Linked DNA regions of Rattus norvegicus: region 2 is linked to region 1. A link is a contact called in public Hi-C data. All regions are on one chromosome and are shown on one strand. The core of a region is the stretch at or near the end of the contact, and the rest is flanking DNA. Distances in the headings are between cores, read along the strand shown. Region 1 holds the start of Dipk2a (divergent protein kinase domain 2A). Region 2 overlaps Slc9a9 (solute carrier family 9 member A9).

Region 1 (7,883 bases), core at 2,396-4,895:
CCTGCTGGGCATAAGAATACGCCTGTTGCTGAGTAAAAATGTGGAGGAAGAAGGTTTCTGACACGATGAAGGTCCTGTCTATTGCAGAACAGCTCTCCTGGAAGCTTCATAACTGCTAAGACCATTAAGCAACAGAAGGGCCGCACTATCTTTCAGCATCACATTGGAACAAGACAGCACAGTTACAGGGAGAGTGTGTGTGTGTGTGTGTGTGTGTGTGTGTGTGTGTGTGGGGGGGGGGGGGTGTTTTACAGACCACACCTTCTACTTTGGTTCAGACCAAAACAAAGACTTTATCTTTTACTGTTTCTTACCATCTAAGGGCTAATGAGTTAAACTGATCCGTATTTTCATTTGTTTCACAAGTACCTTAAAAAGAGGGGATTTTTAAGTAATTGAGTAATTACTTAAAAGCATCATTACTCTGTTACTTTTGTGAAGAGCAGTTTGATAATGTACGTTCAAGGGTTTTTTTTTTTCCCCTAAAATTTTTAGACAATAGAAAATTTTAAAAAATCTAGTTTGTCATCATCCAGCTTCCAAAAATTCGTTAGGTGGCTCCCTCTCCTGGAAAGAAGTGAAAGGTGAGTTCAGCTCTGGTTCCTTACTTTAAAACTCTATGAAGCAAAAGTAAAGAAGCAAATGCTAGTGACCTTTCTATTAGTACCAAGACAGCTGGCTTTATAGAAACCGTGCCACCAAATGTTCAGTCTGCACGGCTAACGAGTAGTGCACAAGATCACCATATAAAAACAGTACTCTTCGTTACACATGCGGGTATGTTTTCAACTAGTTCTCAGTCACACTACACATACTCTCAAGTTCACTACCAAAGATCAAATGTTTCTATAAGGGAAGCAGCTACTCCAGGAGGATTTTAGGTTAAGCTCCACCTCCTCAGGTTAAAAAAAAAAAAAGCACTGTTGTACGGGTAGTAAAACTCCAAAGTGTGTGTTTAACAAACATGTGGCACGAAAGCTTCGGTACTACCCCTGGGAGCTGGGCGGTCTAAATTAAAGATGCAGTTTACGAATGCCACACTCTAGTAGACATTTTCTCACAGACATTTATTTATCCTGTACTCCATGTACTCATCCACCCAGAGCAATTTTGGCATTAGGTTTCAAATAAAGTGAGGAAAATGTAAAGTCACGAACACATTTGACTATCTCAATTGCAAAACAGGCTGAGAATGCCAAGCAAGGCAAGATACAAAAGCTCACAGTGAGAGACAGCTTTGCTGTGTGGACCCTGCATAACAAAGTTTCTCAAGTTCAGAAGCCTATGTTTTTAAAGAAGCAAACACAATGTTTAATCTTAATATTAGTTATTCCTAATACATCAATACCTAGAATCAATCCTATAAAAATTGTTCCATAAGTACTCAGTATTTTAAATGCAAAAACTGTATATACCTTAAGTTAGGTGCTAAATTTTGGACCCCCCCCCCAAGAGATTTTGACTTGGACTACAGTCAACTACACTGCTAAGTGCTGTCCAGGGACCAACCTAGCTGATATAAATACAGCTTGGAGGGGTGGGGGCTGGGAACTGGGGTCGTATTTAAGGACTCAACCTTTAGAGACTCACTAATCTAGAAACTAATGAATAAAATAATCCTCCAAGGTAGGCTGAACTGAATTTTACACTGATCAGAGATAAAACAGTATTTATTAAACAATCTGAACTTTAAAATTGACTCTTCACATACATCTTAACCGCAACTTTTAATTTTACTATGGCTCACATTAACTTCATCTGATCAAATATTCGTGCTAAGAATAGTTGGCTGAACTAATCAAGACTAGTTTCTCTTGACTAAAACGCAGAAAACTTGAAAGAAAAAGCAAGCCACAAATAGAGTACATTCCTATTCAAAGTTTAATGAACAACAGGAACAAGGGCCAAACCCTCTGGCCATTAGTGACATTCTTAGTGGAGAAAGGGCGTGAACTATACAAACAATTACTTGGGGTTAATTTAAAATCACTTTCCCTAGTACTTGACGTTTAAAACTGGTAACTTTTCTTGTAGCCAAGAGAGATCACACCCCTACTGGACAATCACTGCCCAAGGACACAGCACTTTAGCCGGAGGGGGGGGCGGAGGCGTGTAGAAACACTAATTACTCCAAAGATAAACCGAATTTTTCTCTTATCTTTTTTCCTGAGGCCATCAGTAAAAAGATTCCATTCTATGCTCCTAAAAGGTACATTTTCGGAATTAAGTCAAAAGAGAGCAAATAAATCTGTTGGGCTAGAGGCTAGGACCTTTATCCTTCGATCCTAGCTCTGACCTAAAAACACTTTAATTCCTTCCTTAACCGGATTACCATATGACTAGGGCAGGTCTCAGGATCAGGAATGCAAAGGTCCTGTCTTGGCCTTTAGCCTTCCCAGACCAAATCCAACACTTTTCCCCATTCCCTAGCTTCTAACTCCACGCAAAACACGAGTCACGAATTAGCTCCCTTCACTTACCACCACCCCACTCTCTGATCTCATCTTTCCTACCTGGTCCCAGAACTAGCTGACTTACAGGGAGTTGATCTAAGAAACAAAACAAAGACAGACTCTGGGAAGTTAGGCAAGCCCGGCGGGACAGCAAAGGAAGTGCGCCCGCGGTGCCCTAGACCTCGGAATGGGGAACAAGGGCTCGCGATCGCACTGGCACTGGCATCCAGACTGAGACAGGAGGGAGGGCGGAAGGGAACTCGCGAAGAGGCATTTTGGGAGAGTTGGGGACGCACTCCCTCTGGCGTTGAAGAGCCCCGCGCCCGCACCTACCTGTAGCACCAGCGGCTCGGGGTTGAAGGCCAGGGTGAGCAGCAGCTGCATGCGCTCCGAGTCCTTGAGGTTGCGCAGCAGGAAACTGCCCGAGTCCTTGGTCTCGGCGTAGCGGCGCACCAGGCGGTCCAGCAAGCGCTGCGAGGGGCAGTGCACCAGGTCTGACCAACCCTCCACCGCCTCCGGCGTGAGCAGCCGCACGTCGCCGTTGAGACGCGCGAACTCGGTGCGGGGCATGGCCTGGAGCAGGTCGCAGCGCGGCCGGCCGGTGGCCCGCTTGCAGATGCTCTGGTCGAGCTGCGCCAGCTCGCGCTGCGAACCCAGGCGCTTGAGCACCACGCGCCGGCGGCCGCCCTCGCGGGGCTCGCCGTACTGCGCGAAGTACACGTTCTTCACGTTGAGGAAGTCCAGCAGGCGCAGGCGGCCCCACGTCTCGAAGCCCACCTGGCCGTTGAGGAAACGGCGGCACCAGCTCGTGCCGAAGCACGCCGGGCACTTATTGAGCTGCAGGAAACGCCGGTCGGCGAGCTCGTTGCGCTGCCAAGAGGCGAGCAGCGACGGCGAGTGCAGCAGCATCAGCACCAACAGGCTGCCGAGCGCCGCCAGCTTCAGTGCACGGGACAGGCGGCCCAGCTTCAGGGGCACCAGGCGCCACATCCCGCCCGCGCGCGGCAGTGGCCGGGGCCGGGGCGGGCGAGCGCACCCCGGGCCGCCCCACGGCGCCGAGGCCCGCGGCGCAGACGGAGGGCGGCAGCGAAGAAGCCCGAGAACGGGCTGCGCCGGCCAAGCGCGGCGACTTCCCGATCGGCTGTCTCCACAACTCCGGGCGCCCTCCTCCGAGCTCCCCGCCCTCCGACTCCGCGGGCGCCGCCTCCTTGCCCGCCAAGTTATAGAGGCGCGGAGGGGGGGGAGGGAGCGCGGGACCCGCGGTCGCGCGCACGCGCACTCTCGCCCGGGACGCTTGAGCTGCGCCTGCTGGTCCCGGGCGAGCAGCGCGCGCGGGGGCGAGTGGGGAGTCCGGGCGCCTCTCACTCCAGAAGCTACGGTGTGAGGAGGGGGAGGAGAGGATGCGGCGGGCCCCACGCGCGGGCACGCCCGAGAGCGAGGGGCGGGGCCGGGGGCGGGGCGAGCGCGTCCCCGGGAAGCGTCAGCGCGAGCTCGCGGGGAAGGTGGGTGGAGGGTGGGTCCGGGAGGGCGGAGCCGACTGGCTCTGCCACCCCAGACCTTCAGTAACGGTTACTCTGGTGTGACTGTGGGGCTTCCCAGGCGCGCCGGGGGCCTTTGTGGAAAGGTCACCCGAAGGGAGAGGGCGGAGAGAAGTGCGTAGCGGGAGCAGAGCGGCCCATCCCGGGAGCGGGAGGAGGCGGGACCGAAGCCTGGGGGCGGGGCAGGAGTGGGGCCGGGCCCAGGTCCTGGGGGCGGGGCCGGGCCGCCTGCTCCAGGCCTTATATGGTGTGGCGCGCGCGTGTTCTTTTGACTGGCGGGACCTCCGGGTCGCGCGCTTTCTGCTGCGGTAGGGCCTGTGGGCCGACGGTGGGAAAGCGGTTAAGGGCCGGAATGCCTCTGCAGAGCTGGCGTTGTCTCTGCCAGAGGCGTTTGCAGTTTCGCTGAGTGAGCACTGGCAGGATGAGGTCCTTTCTCACCGGCGCCGCCCGTCGGGTCCCTGAGGAGCTTGGTTCCCCCTCGCTTCTCAGGCTGGGCCCAGGCCTGCCTTGCGGCCAGGACGCGTTGCTGTGGCGATGACCCTAGGGAGCCAGGCCGTCAGATGCTGCACCTGTGCTGTCTCGTTACCTCCTTCTGACACCAGACTGTGGAAATAACGTGGCCTAAAGCGCGTGGGTTTTAAGTTTTCGAAGGTCCGGGATCTTAAGCAGTAACTTCAGAATATGTTCTGTCAGAATACTTTTTAACTTTTAGCACTCGTGTGATCGTTGGCCTGATGGATAGCCAGTTCCTCTTACGCTGTTAAATATACTTTTACTGCGTTGATTTTAGAAGTCAAACAGGAAGTCACAGTAACGGGTATGTAGAGATAAACTACCGAAAAAAATGAGAGTTGTCTATGCTAGATTGTGACTCCCTTTCCCGAATTTTCTGTATAGTAGCATGAAGACTCATCCTCTGAAAGAATACTGGTAAGGTTAACGTTTTATGCTTTGTGATGTAGGAGTTTTAACTTTGGAAGAAATCTTCATCGTGGTGGTGATTTTTACAAGCTACTACAGAATACAAGTTTTAAGATGTTAGACTTCAAAGGCGTATACAAAGTGACTGGGAAATTTGGCAGATACAGAAGAGCATCTTGTGTTTCCTTTGGCAGGGATTTGGTTTAACTTGCCCATCAGACATCCCCCAAATCCATACAATAAGGTTCCGTAAGCAAAGGCTCAAATGAAGTCTACTCTGAAGTGTCTGGAGCTACGAGACTAGAGCTGTATGGTTCATTTGTGCTGCTGCTGCAGAGTTGTAAACTAAGCGAATAATTACTAACCTGTGTGTTGTCTTCAACACCCTGTCTACATCCTTCAGAGATTGCTTTAATGCTAGACAATGTGTGGCATCGCTTTAAAAACAAAATATTCTAATGGCATCATTTTATCAGTGTAAACAAACAAGGTTGTTTTACTCAATATAAGTTGTTTGAAGGGAGTCTTTGCTTAAAACTATATTTTGTTTAACAGCTCTGAATTTAGGGAGTCAATGACCTTTCTGCCTCAGTCTCCTAAGAGTGAGAATTTAGAGACATGACACATCATAGTCAATTGTCTGGAGTTTTTGCCATTAAAATTTCTAGATATTAAGATAGTCTTCAAGAATTTAATAACGTTTGCAAAAAAAAAAAAAAAGCTTTAGAGACACATGAAATAAACTCGGAGAGAGATTGGAAAAGATCAGTAAGTGTTAATGCACTTTTCCCCACTTTCCAGTAAACTACAGGATGCTTTTAGCTAATGGATCGTAAACTGCAAGCCAAAGTTCTTGATCATTATTTTAAACAAGAACGATGTAATTTCCAGTGTGACTGCCATTATTACAAATGTATCCAGTGCAATTAAAGACCACAGTGGTTTAAATATGTTTTTCATTTATGTATATACATGCACACACACACACACACACACACACACACACACGGGTGTTAGTTGGGTTGGGGTGGATGTCAGAGGTTGATTTGAGGAAATCAGTTTTCTCCCTCTGCAATGTGGCTATTAGGAATTCAGAGAGCCAGGCTTGGCTGCAAACACCATAACTTGCTGAGTCATCTCACCAGTCCAAGACCACAGTGCTTTGATACCAGTCATCTAATTTCAAAACTATTTACTATTCTGTGTACAGGCACGCCAGTGCATGTATATAAACCATGTGTATACGGGAACCCTGGAAGGTCAGAAGATTCATCAGTGCTCCCTGCAACTAAAGTTACAGAGCCTTATCGGAGCCACCATGTGGGTGCTTAGAACCAAGCCCTAGTCTTCTGCTAAGAATGAGGCTCAGCTTGGAGAGGGGTTCTGAAAGAACTGAGAGAGGGCGAAAACAAACTGGAAGTCAAATCGTGGGTCTAGACTGGTGGCCTATGCTCTACTGGAGACAGCTTTCCAGCCTGACAGTTCTCTCTCTCTCTCTCTCTCTCTCTCTCTCTCTCTCTCTCTCTCTCTGTGTGTGTGTGTGTGTGTGTGTGTGTTTTGTTTGAGACAGTTCTCTTTCTCTCTCTCTCTCTCTCTCTCTCTCTCTCTCTCTCTGTTTTGTTTGAGACAGTTCTCTAAGCAGTTCTCTCTTGCTATTCTAAAAACTCTCTGGATAGCTCATCTCTTGCACACTATAAGTCTTGTCTTTTATTTTACATATCAATTCAGTCATTTACTCCACATTCCCTTTTGATTATCCTATGAATGAGCACCCTATGACCCCTGTCCCTTAATTCTTAGGAGACTGCAAACACATTTTCTTTCAAAATTGGAAAAGAATTCAGAGATCTGCCTGCTTCTGCTAAGCACAATGATAAACTAGCTGGGTGGCACCTGGTCCTGAAAATACCGTTTTTACCATGCCTAACTTTATTGTGTCTTAGGCTGACCTTGAATTAAGGAATCTGCCTGCTTTTGTATCTTGCTGAGAAGCTGACTCATTACTTCAGCTACCTTTGTTTCTTTAGATTCATGAAGCCCCTCATATAATTCATATTTCATCCTTATTTTTTCATATTGAGAAATTACATATTTTTGATCTCATGTTTTTAGAGTTTCCACAGCCTTAAGGGCTGCCCTGAAGGTTCCAGTGTTTACCCTTCTGTTAAAACACTAGCCATATCTTTGCCTCCTGGACTTGCTGTCTGGGATTATTATGGAGTCATTAACATTAATGGGGGAGACATTCTTCAGAGAAATGCAAAGCATGTACTGTATTATACAAACAAGCCTTACACTGGTAGCAGCCATCTACACTCCTAGAGGCCCACTTCCACTGACCCTGTCTCAGGAGTAGGAACCATGTCATTCTGTCCCCACCAAGGCCATGCAGGACTGGCAGTCCTCTGCAAGAGAAATAAGGGCTCTGAACCATCTCTCCACCTCCTAGTCATCTACTTTTGTGGTCAGTGTTTTCTATTGCATTGCCTTGAGACATGTTCGTTGTCATAATTGGGAGTGAAATACTGTTGCTTTCTAGAGGGATAATGTATTACACAAAACTCTCCACCAGAGAATCCACCCCAAATGTTACTGAGCAGTTAAAAATACCTACAAAATTCTATTATGTTGTGTGGGTTTAAGCATGAACACTTGTTAATTATAATATTTATGATGAAAGTATAAATTAAAATCTATGCATATCTTCTGGCTGTGATGTTCAAAATGTGAAGTCAATTTGGAGGAATGTGGCTGCTTTACAATGTAAAATATCCAATTTAGAATAACAGAAAAATGTTATTGAATATATTTGTTACTAAAATTGAGGAAATGCTTCTATGCCTAATAATTAGAATTTTTTTCCTCATTCTTTGTCTATGAAGTGCCCTGGCATTTATATCCTGGAACAGTGTACCCATCATGATTCAATATAAGTTAAGGATATTCCTGTTGTAAAAACTATAAAGGCAAT
Region 2 (7,883 bases), core at 2,982-5,481, 180 kb after region 1:
ATTGTTACAAATTTTAGGTCAACGTGGCTTACGTAGCAAGTACAAGGTTATCCAGGGCTGCATGCTCCTATCTAAAAGGTCACCACTCCCATAAAAAGAGTCTCAAAGATTAAGACCAGAAATAAAAGAAAGGAGAATGGTTTGTACGTTAGTATTTTCCAGCCCAGTGCTGCCCCCAAGTGACCAGACTTGACATATATGACTTGATTGCCCCAGGGTTTACACTCAATAAAAGCCTAAGACAGCCTCACAGAGTGGAGTACAAGTGAAGACAAGCTGCTCAGGAGGAAGGGAAGCTGATCTGGGGTCCAAAGGGAAGCTGAACCCTGGCAGGTGATGAACAGGTACAGGGCAAACACCCCACTCCCATTGCCTCCCACTTGTCACAGCTCCTCTAAAAATGCCTGCCTCTGACAGTCCTGGGTCCATAAACCACCGGGCTATGTAGAGCACATCCTTACTCTCTGACAAGTGACCAATACATTTAAGATCTAAGGGCTCCGTGCAAACATCTGGAGAAACGTAAGAGTGTTTTCTGCATGAATAGCCATCGCTTTGTGTGGCCAAGCCACAGTCATGGTGTGCCCCGTGTAAGCGTTCACCGATTTAAAGGCAGTCGTTCACCATTTACTTTCTCTAATGCTTCAGCCACTTCAACTCTTCAATGCTTCCTAAGCTCTGTCAACCTCTTCACTTTGCTTTACTCCCCTGTCCAGTCTCCATTCTTCTCCCTCTTTTCTACTTGTCAGCTTTGTCCCTTCATTTTCCGCTCCCTTCCTGGTCCTTTATATCTATTCCCTATTTGCCAGGTCCCTAAAGACACCCATTCTGGGAGAGAGGGGCCTGGAGTCCACGTTCCTGCTTTCTCAGCATTTACTTCTTCCACACCCCCTGCACCCACTTCTCCATGGAAGGCAGCCGAAAAGGATCAGCAGTTCCTCCAAACCATGAAATACCAATCCTCAGACTGCTGTATCAGTAGCCGACATCTGGGTAGGGTGGGGGGAGCTGGTCCCTTCCCAGCCCATCTTGGGGGATCAGTCATGAGCAAAACACAGCTCATTTTGGAGGTTTGCATTCTGGTCCCTGTCTGAAGTGAGTGAATTTCACGTAGATGGTGAAAAATGTGTCCCAGATGTGGTGCTAAGAAATTATTCTGAGAACAAGGTTAGGTACACAAAGCCCCAGCCTCCCTGTGCATCTGTCACTGACGCTGCCACCTGCATCCAGCAGCAGCAACTTTCTGTAGCTCTTTATTGGGCTCTTCTGCAGCTGAGCTTTGTCTGTCTGCCTCTCTCTCATCTCTGCCTCAGTGCCACTCTCTCTCTCTCTCTCTCTCTCTCTCTCTCTCTCTCTCTGTCTCTCCCTCTGTCTATCTTTCCTTCTGTCTGTCTCTCTTCTCTGTCTCTGTCTCAGTCTGTCTGTATCTGACTGTCCCTCTATCTTTCCTTCTGCCTGCCTTTCTGTCTCTGTCTGTCCATCTCTCCCCATCTGTCTCTCTCATTCTGTCTCTGGCAGACTGACTCTCTCTCTCTCTCTCTCTCTCTCTCTCTCTCTCTCTCTCTGCTCATCCATCACCACCCTCGCTGACCCCCATTGTAGCCTTGTCCTCTATCCTTTTTCCCCCCATGGTACTCACTCCCCAGAGACCCTGCTTCACTGGGGTCATTCTGGAGTGTTTCCCCTTGGCTCTGACCTTTCCACCAAGCATACCACTCCAAGTGTGGCAGAGCTGGGCTCTGTGAGCTGAAGCTCAGGATGCCTCAGGGGTCCTGACCCTCTCACCCCGACTGAGTCAGCCTTTTCCCAGCCACAGTCTCTGTCACTCAACCAGGTGTAAAAACATAGGTCTCTTCTTCTTCTTCTTCTTCTTCTTCTTCTTCTTCTTCTTCTTCTTCTTCTTCTTCTTCTTCTTCTTCTTCTTCTTCTTCTTCTTCTTCTTCTTCTTCTTTCATTTTTACCTCTCTATTTCAACCTTAAGCCCTGCTAATCTTCTCTGCCACATGCCCGGTTTATTTTAAGCAAATCCTTGTTGAGTGAAGAGCTGTCTCCTGGCTTTGTTTCTCCTCATTCTGTCACAGTCTCCTCCTTCAGCACTAACCGTCCCTTGGGCTGGCTTTGGTAACTGCAACCTGGCAATGTTTTCCTTTTACCCAGTTCTACTTTGATGTCTCTGCAAACTAATCTCAAGGGACTTATCTTTTAAAAGAAGGGGAAATAAAACCCCGTATGTATTCTTTGAGTAGACTCAAATAGAACCCCGGTATGACTCAGCATTTAAAAGATTCAAAAGTCTCTGTTGGGATGTCGATGCCTTCAGTGCCTTTTCGGTTGGCCTCATTTTGCAGCCATAGAGAAGCAGATGGGAGCTCAGAAGTGGGGAGATGGGAAGCAAGGTTGGTAGGGAGGTTCCACGGAGGGATTTGGGGAGAAAGGGGCAGAGCAAGGTTAGCAAAGATGGAGGGCCCACGTGGAAGGAGTAGCTATCACTTCTAACTGGATTCAGCTGGAATTCAGACACAGACCCCACCCAACAGTGAGGAAACAGTCGACATGTCTGGACAAAAAGGGAATGACAGACGTGGGCCCTGGGCAGTTTTAGCTTCATGTGCCAGGCTGGCAGCTCTGCCCCTCGTCCTTTGGAGTTGATGAATGGTTCAAAGTAATTTTACCCATTTATAAGCTGCCCCTTTAGCTTTCCTAATAGTCACCTCCAATTTTATCTGTGGACTATGTCACAGTGTACGGACCAGGCCGTGTCTCACCCCACCCTCTTCTATGCTTTGTGGGATTCCCCATGCATGCAAGTCTATTTGGAGGAAAAATTCTCAGATTAGATGCTGCCAAATCGAGTGTGTATAGACAATATTTGCATAGTTGTTATCAAATTATACCACTTGGAGATCATAGCCATTTGATGTTTGGTCCTATTTATAAAATTATATTGGCTTTTTTTCAACTTTGAGTGAATAGAGTTCAAGAAGATTACCAGTGGATTTGAGAGTGTCTTAGTCTGGGTCTCCAAACCCTAGGCCATGAGCATTTCTTTCTCATTTAGATTAAGATTTATAGCAGGCAGAATCTTCCATATTCATTGGTCCTCTGAAGCCACTTGCTGGTTGTAGACACACAGTGCAAATGGGGAAGTGAAACAGAACTCAGAGAAGTTGGAAACAAAGACCAAGCTCATTTGATTAGTACCGTGGCATACTCTCATTCAGTATTTCCAGACTTCCCTTTCTCTCAGTTCTGCAGTCCACACCAAAGCTAAGCATGCTAGAAGAAAGATACACATACCCACAAGCCGTCACCAGCTGTGCCCTGTGGTTGTGTGCAACAGGTTATCTGAGTAAACCGTAAAGTCTCCTTTCAAACGGAAATGCATTTTTAAAATGCACCCAGGTCCTGGATTCTGCTTTTTAACGTATCTTCACTCATTTTAGTCTTTTAAAATACTTTGAGTTACTTCCTACCAGATGTCACTGAGCTCACGAAAGCTTCTTGGGGGACTTCCCCTGTGGCTTAGAATACCCCGGCCATGGGGCCGAGAGCTGGGGACTGAGCATGGCTCTGCATGTAGGGGGCCCATGGATAGATTCTCATCCGTACTGCAGATCCAAGCTCATATGCTGCTTTCAAATCAAGACTTCCCACAGGCCAGCCACCTCAGGGTGGCATCTCTGTGCTGGAGAACACCAAATTACAGCTTACTCCAGAGCCTTGAGTCACGTTGTGCGGTCTGTTACCTTTCTTTGTTTAGAGCCTTTTTAGTACTGATCCGTTACAGGAAGCATCTTCAGATTCTTTGTATCAAGAGGCTTGCTAAGCTTTTGATGACGAAAACATTGGAGATGACCGGACAGCCCTTTTGCTGGCTGTTTTTACTTGTCCAAAGGAACCGACTGTTCCCCAAATAACAAAATCGTCATTCTCAGTCCCAAATCTTGCTTAGCTATATGAACTTAGTTCCCTCAGAACGAATGTGTTTAGCTGGCCTATATATACACATTCGATTCCCAGCGATGTCCCTGTCATGTTGACTGACACTGGGCCTGCCATCAGTTTCTCCTCCTGTCTCTGGAAAATAGGAATAATTGCATTGGCCAGCTACCACTCTGGCATGTTGTCAGCGGTGGTGAAATACTGTTTTCAAAAGGCATCTTTGGAAGGACTGGGCCGTATCAATCACGGTCTCTCGCCACTGTGGTTACTTTAGTGCTTATTTACTTAGTAGGTCAGTGGAACATTGCTATGTCTTCTTGGACAAGCTGGGTGACTCATGGCATACTCAGACCCAAGCACAATTTCGAATCTGTAACCTTCTGAAGCTTCAAGGACTCAGCTCAGAATATTCTTTCTGTTCTTGGAAATTTTGTAGCTGGTTATCTTTGGAACCATATGTGTGGGCTGTTTGAGTCAAACGCTGGTTCGTATGCAAAAGAGCATTTCAAGTATACTGCACTGTCATGAACAGACTGGTGTCCTGCTATCCCCATGTTGTCTTTGAGATTTAATGTTGGTGCTTAAAAATCTGTCTTCTTAAAACATAGGTGACACTTTCATCTCAGAGTTTCAGATCTGTTGTTTTAAATCAGGCACGTGTTGAACAGTGAAATAGAATGTTTGCAAACTAAACAACGAGACTGTGGAGTCTTGCTGACTGTGCTACCTGATTCCCACTAGCCACCAGCGTTAGAGGTAAGAATTCAGGCCTCCAGTTCAAGAGATCAGCAAGCCATGTAGCTAATGGGCAGTTTCACGGTGACATTCTGATGGGCAGGGTCTGAAGGTCTGATCTGTAATTTGTGTCTTGAAAGATATATGTAAATCCTTGACCTGGACACTTTGCCTCTCTGCCCTTCTGCTTCACCCATTGCTTAGGACCCAGTATTTTAATTAAAAATTAAAAATGATCCGAGTACAAGTCTGAGGGAAATGGCATGTGGGATTTCCAATGGAGGCTGCGACAGCAGCCAATCCAGCCATTTCTGAGAAATTGTCTGGATTGGAGTCACTCCCAGAACTCTGATTTATCGGCAACTAAGCCTAGAGCTAGGCTGAAAGGAACACAAATCTGTTTGTATACACAAATAAATCCTCCCGTGCTGCGTGCCACTCTCTGCCTGCCAGCCTCGTCTCGCTGCTCCAGAAACTGTAATCTGGTGTCGAGGTAGTTAACCCGCACGCAGGGAGTGGGCTATTCTGATTATTGAAAAGTTCCGCGTTGGCGGTTAGCCCGATTTCTACAGGAAAGCTGCAGGGGCAAGGGTTTCCCTGGGAGGATGTCTTGCCACTGAGCTTCCTCTCTTCCCGATGGTCAGGGCTGTATGCTCATCCCTCAGCCTCAGCGATGCACCTCTGCTTGGAACACTCACAGCTGCCCCACAGATCCAGAGCCATGTCGGTGTAGCAGGCCATCTCAGGAAGCGTTAACCGAGAGGGAAGGTTAAAAGTCTCTACCCACAGTTTAGACAGGTCAGGAGATCCTGAAAATAGAGGAGTTTTGGTTTTAGTTGTTGTTGTTTGTTTAGTGTTTTGGTATAGAAATATTCCTTAAGGAAGAGCATACCTGATAATTTGATAAGAAATGATCATCTCAGAAAACATGCATTACAAGATACACAGACTCAGCAGGTTTTAGGTAGGAATATATATATATATATATATATATATATATATATATATATATATATATATATATACATACACATATATGCATGCAAGAACAATGAAAAAAGATCCCGTGAATTTGAAAGCAAGCAGGGAGGAGGTATATTGAAGGGCTTGGGGAGGGGAGAAAAGGGAAGAAATTATGTAATTATTATAATCTTGAAATTTTAAAAAAAATGCTCCTGTGCTATGGAGAAAACAACTTTTGTTTAGAAAATGCCATAATGAAACCTAATGCTTTGTATGTTAACAAAAATAAATGAATACTTTTTAAAAGTATATTCTGAACATTTTCTAAGATTTTGTTATCACATGTATTTTTATTTACTGTGTATACGTGTGTCACAGCACACACGTGGAGATCAAGGGCCAACTGTGGAAGTCAGTTTTCTCCTGATACCACATGCATCCCAAATACTGAACACAGACTTTGCCCCAAATACCTTTAATTAATGCTCCAGATAGTTTTATGCTGACTCAGCACAAGCTAGTCATCTGAGAGGACAAAACCTTCATTGAGAAAATGCCTTCATAACCAGACTGCTAGAGCATTTTCTTAATTAGTGATTGATGTGGGAGGGCCCAACCCACTGTGGGTGGTGCCGTCCCTGGGTCGGGGGTCTTGGGTTCTATAAGAAAGCAGGCTGAGTCAGCCTTGGGAAACAAGTCAGTAAGCAGCACCCCTCCATGGCCTCTGCGTCAGCTTCTGCCGCCAGGTTTCTTCCCTGCTGTTCTGATTTCTTTCAGTGATGAACAATGATGTGGAATCATAAGCCAAATAAATTTTTCCTTCTCCAATTTGCTTTTGGTCATAGCGTTTCATCACAGCAATAGTAACCCTAAGGAACTCACTGAGCCTTCTTGTAGACCCACTACTTGAAAATCCTTAGTCCTAGATCTTTATTTTATTAACAGCAAACATTTAAGAACTACTAACTAGGCAGTAGGAAATGTCTAAGGGCTTTACCACTCAGTCCTCTAGCGACCTATCTGTACACGAAGTATTGTGTTTGCTGTACAATGAAGAAATCAAGCCAGTAGAAGAGTAAACAGCCACAGGCTAAGAGGCGATTTGGAACCAGGCAGTGTGTCTGTTAGGCCCACACTCTTTTCTTTTCTTTCTTTCTTTCTTTTTTTTTAAAGTCTTTTAAATGATTTTATTGATCTGATTGAATCTTTATACGTATTATCTCCCTGGAGATGCCACATTTTCTTTATCAGGGCTTGATGTTCAGCTGTTATAGAGCATGCATTTCCCTCAGTCAGCCTCCGAGTCTCCACATTTTTCCATTAATAAATTTATTTATTCACTTTACATCCTGATCACAGGCCCTCTACTCCCCAGGTCCCCTTCACACATCCTCTCCCCCACCGTTCCCTCTCCCTCATTTCTGAGAAGGGTGAAGTCCCCCTCGAGTACTCATCTACCCTGGCACCCAAGTCACTGCAGTTTTGGGTACAGCCTCTCCCACTGAGGCCTGCCAAGACAGCCCAGTTAAGGGGACAGGATCCACAGACAGGCAACAGAGTCAGTGTTCAGTTGTTGGGAGAGCTGCATGAAGGGCAAGCTGTACATCAGCTGCATGCGTGTGTGCTCCTTGGCTGGTGATTCAGGCCCACACTCTTAAAACTTCCCTAGATTGGGCTGGAGAGATGGTTCAGTTGTTAAGAGCTCTGACTGCTCTTCCAGAGGTCCTGAGTTCAATTCCCAGCAACCACATGGTGACTCACAACCATCTGTAATGGGATTTGAAGGCCTCTTCTGGTGTGTCTGAAGACAGCTGCAGTGTAGTTATATATAATAAATAAATAAGCCTTTCAAAAAAATCTTCCCTAGATATCCTATGTAATGAGGATCCTAGATCATAAGAGATTTGGGGGTTGAAACCAAGAATAAATTCTAAAGCACAAACCCTGGTAGAATTAAGCTAACATTTTTGAAAATAGTGGATACCCATTGGGTGAATATTACCAATTTTATGCTCTGTGGAGATTGTTGCCTTCAGAGGAAACTTTCTTAAACAAAGAAGTGAAAAAGAGCAGGATGACAAGTTTAACTCTGTTCATATGAGATTCTCTCTCTCTCTCTCTCTCTCTCTCTCTCTCTCTCCCTCCCTCCCTCCCTCCCTCTCTCTCTCTCTCTCTCTCTCTCTCTCTCTCTCTCTCTCTCTCTCTGTGTGTGTGTGTGTGTGTGTGTGTGTGTGTGTGTGTTT

Evidence for each region. A called contact is a pair of places that touch in the nucleus more often than the background predicts.
Region 2: a contact with region 1 is called in a Hi-C map of kidney, with 4 times the contacts expected there. The contact joins the enhancer-like site here to the promoter of Dipk2a in region 1. A contact is called at or near these places in 2 of 12 Hi-C or Micro-C datasets (frontal cortex and kidney).

What each region holds. Positions count from the first base shown.
Region 1 is chr8:103,965,816-103,973,698 of GRCr8, forward strand. It overlaps Dipk2a (divergent protein kinase domain 2A), which reads right to left and starts at 3,646. Exons shown (of 3, transcript NM_001134472.1): 1 at 2,787-3,646. The coding sequence starts at 3,443. It overlaps LOC102552709 (a long non-coding RNA gene), which reads left to right and starts at 3,924. Exons shown (of 4, transcript XR_005488380.2): 1 at 3,924-4,808.
Region 2 is chr8:104,144,285-104,152,167 of GRCr8, forward strand. All of the region lies in intron 2 of Slc9a9 (solute carrier family 9 member A9), which reads left to right. Among named protein-coding and RNA genes, the nearest start is that of Slc9a9, 36 kb to the left of the region's middle. Within about 2 kb of position 4,232, at least 29 of the 93 cell types and tissues checked have an H3K27ac peak or open chromatin away from gene starts, as enhancers often do.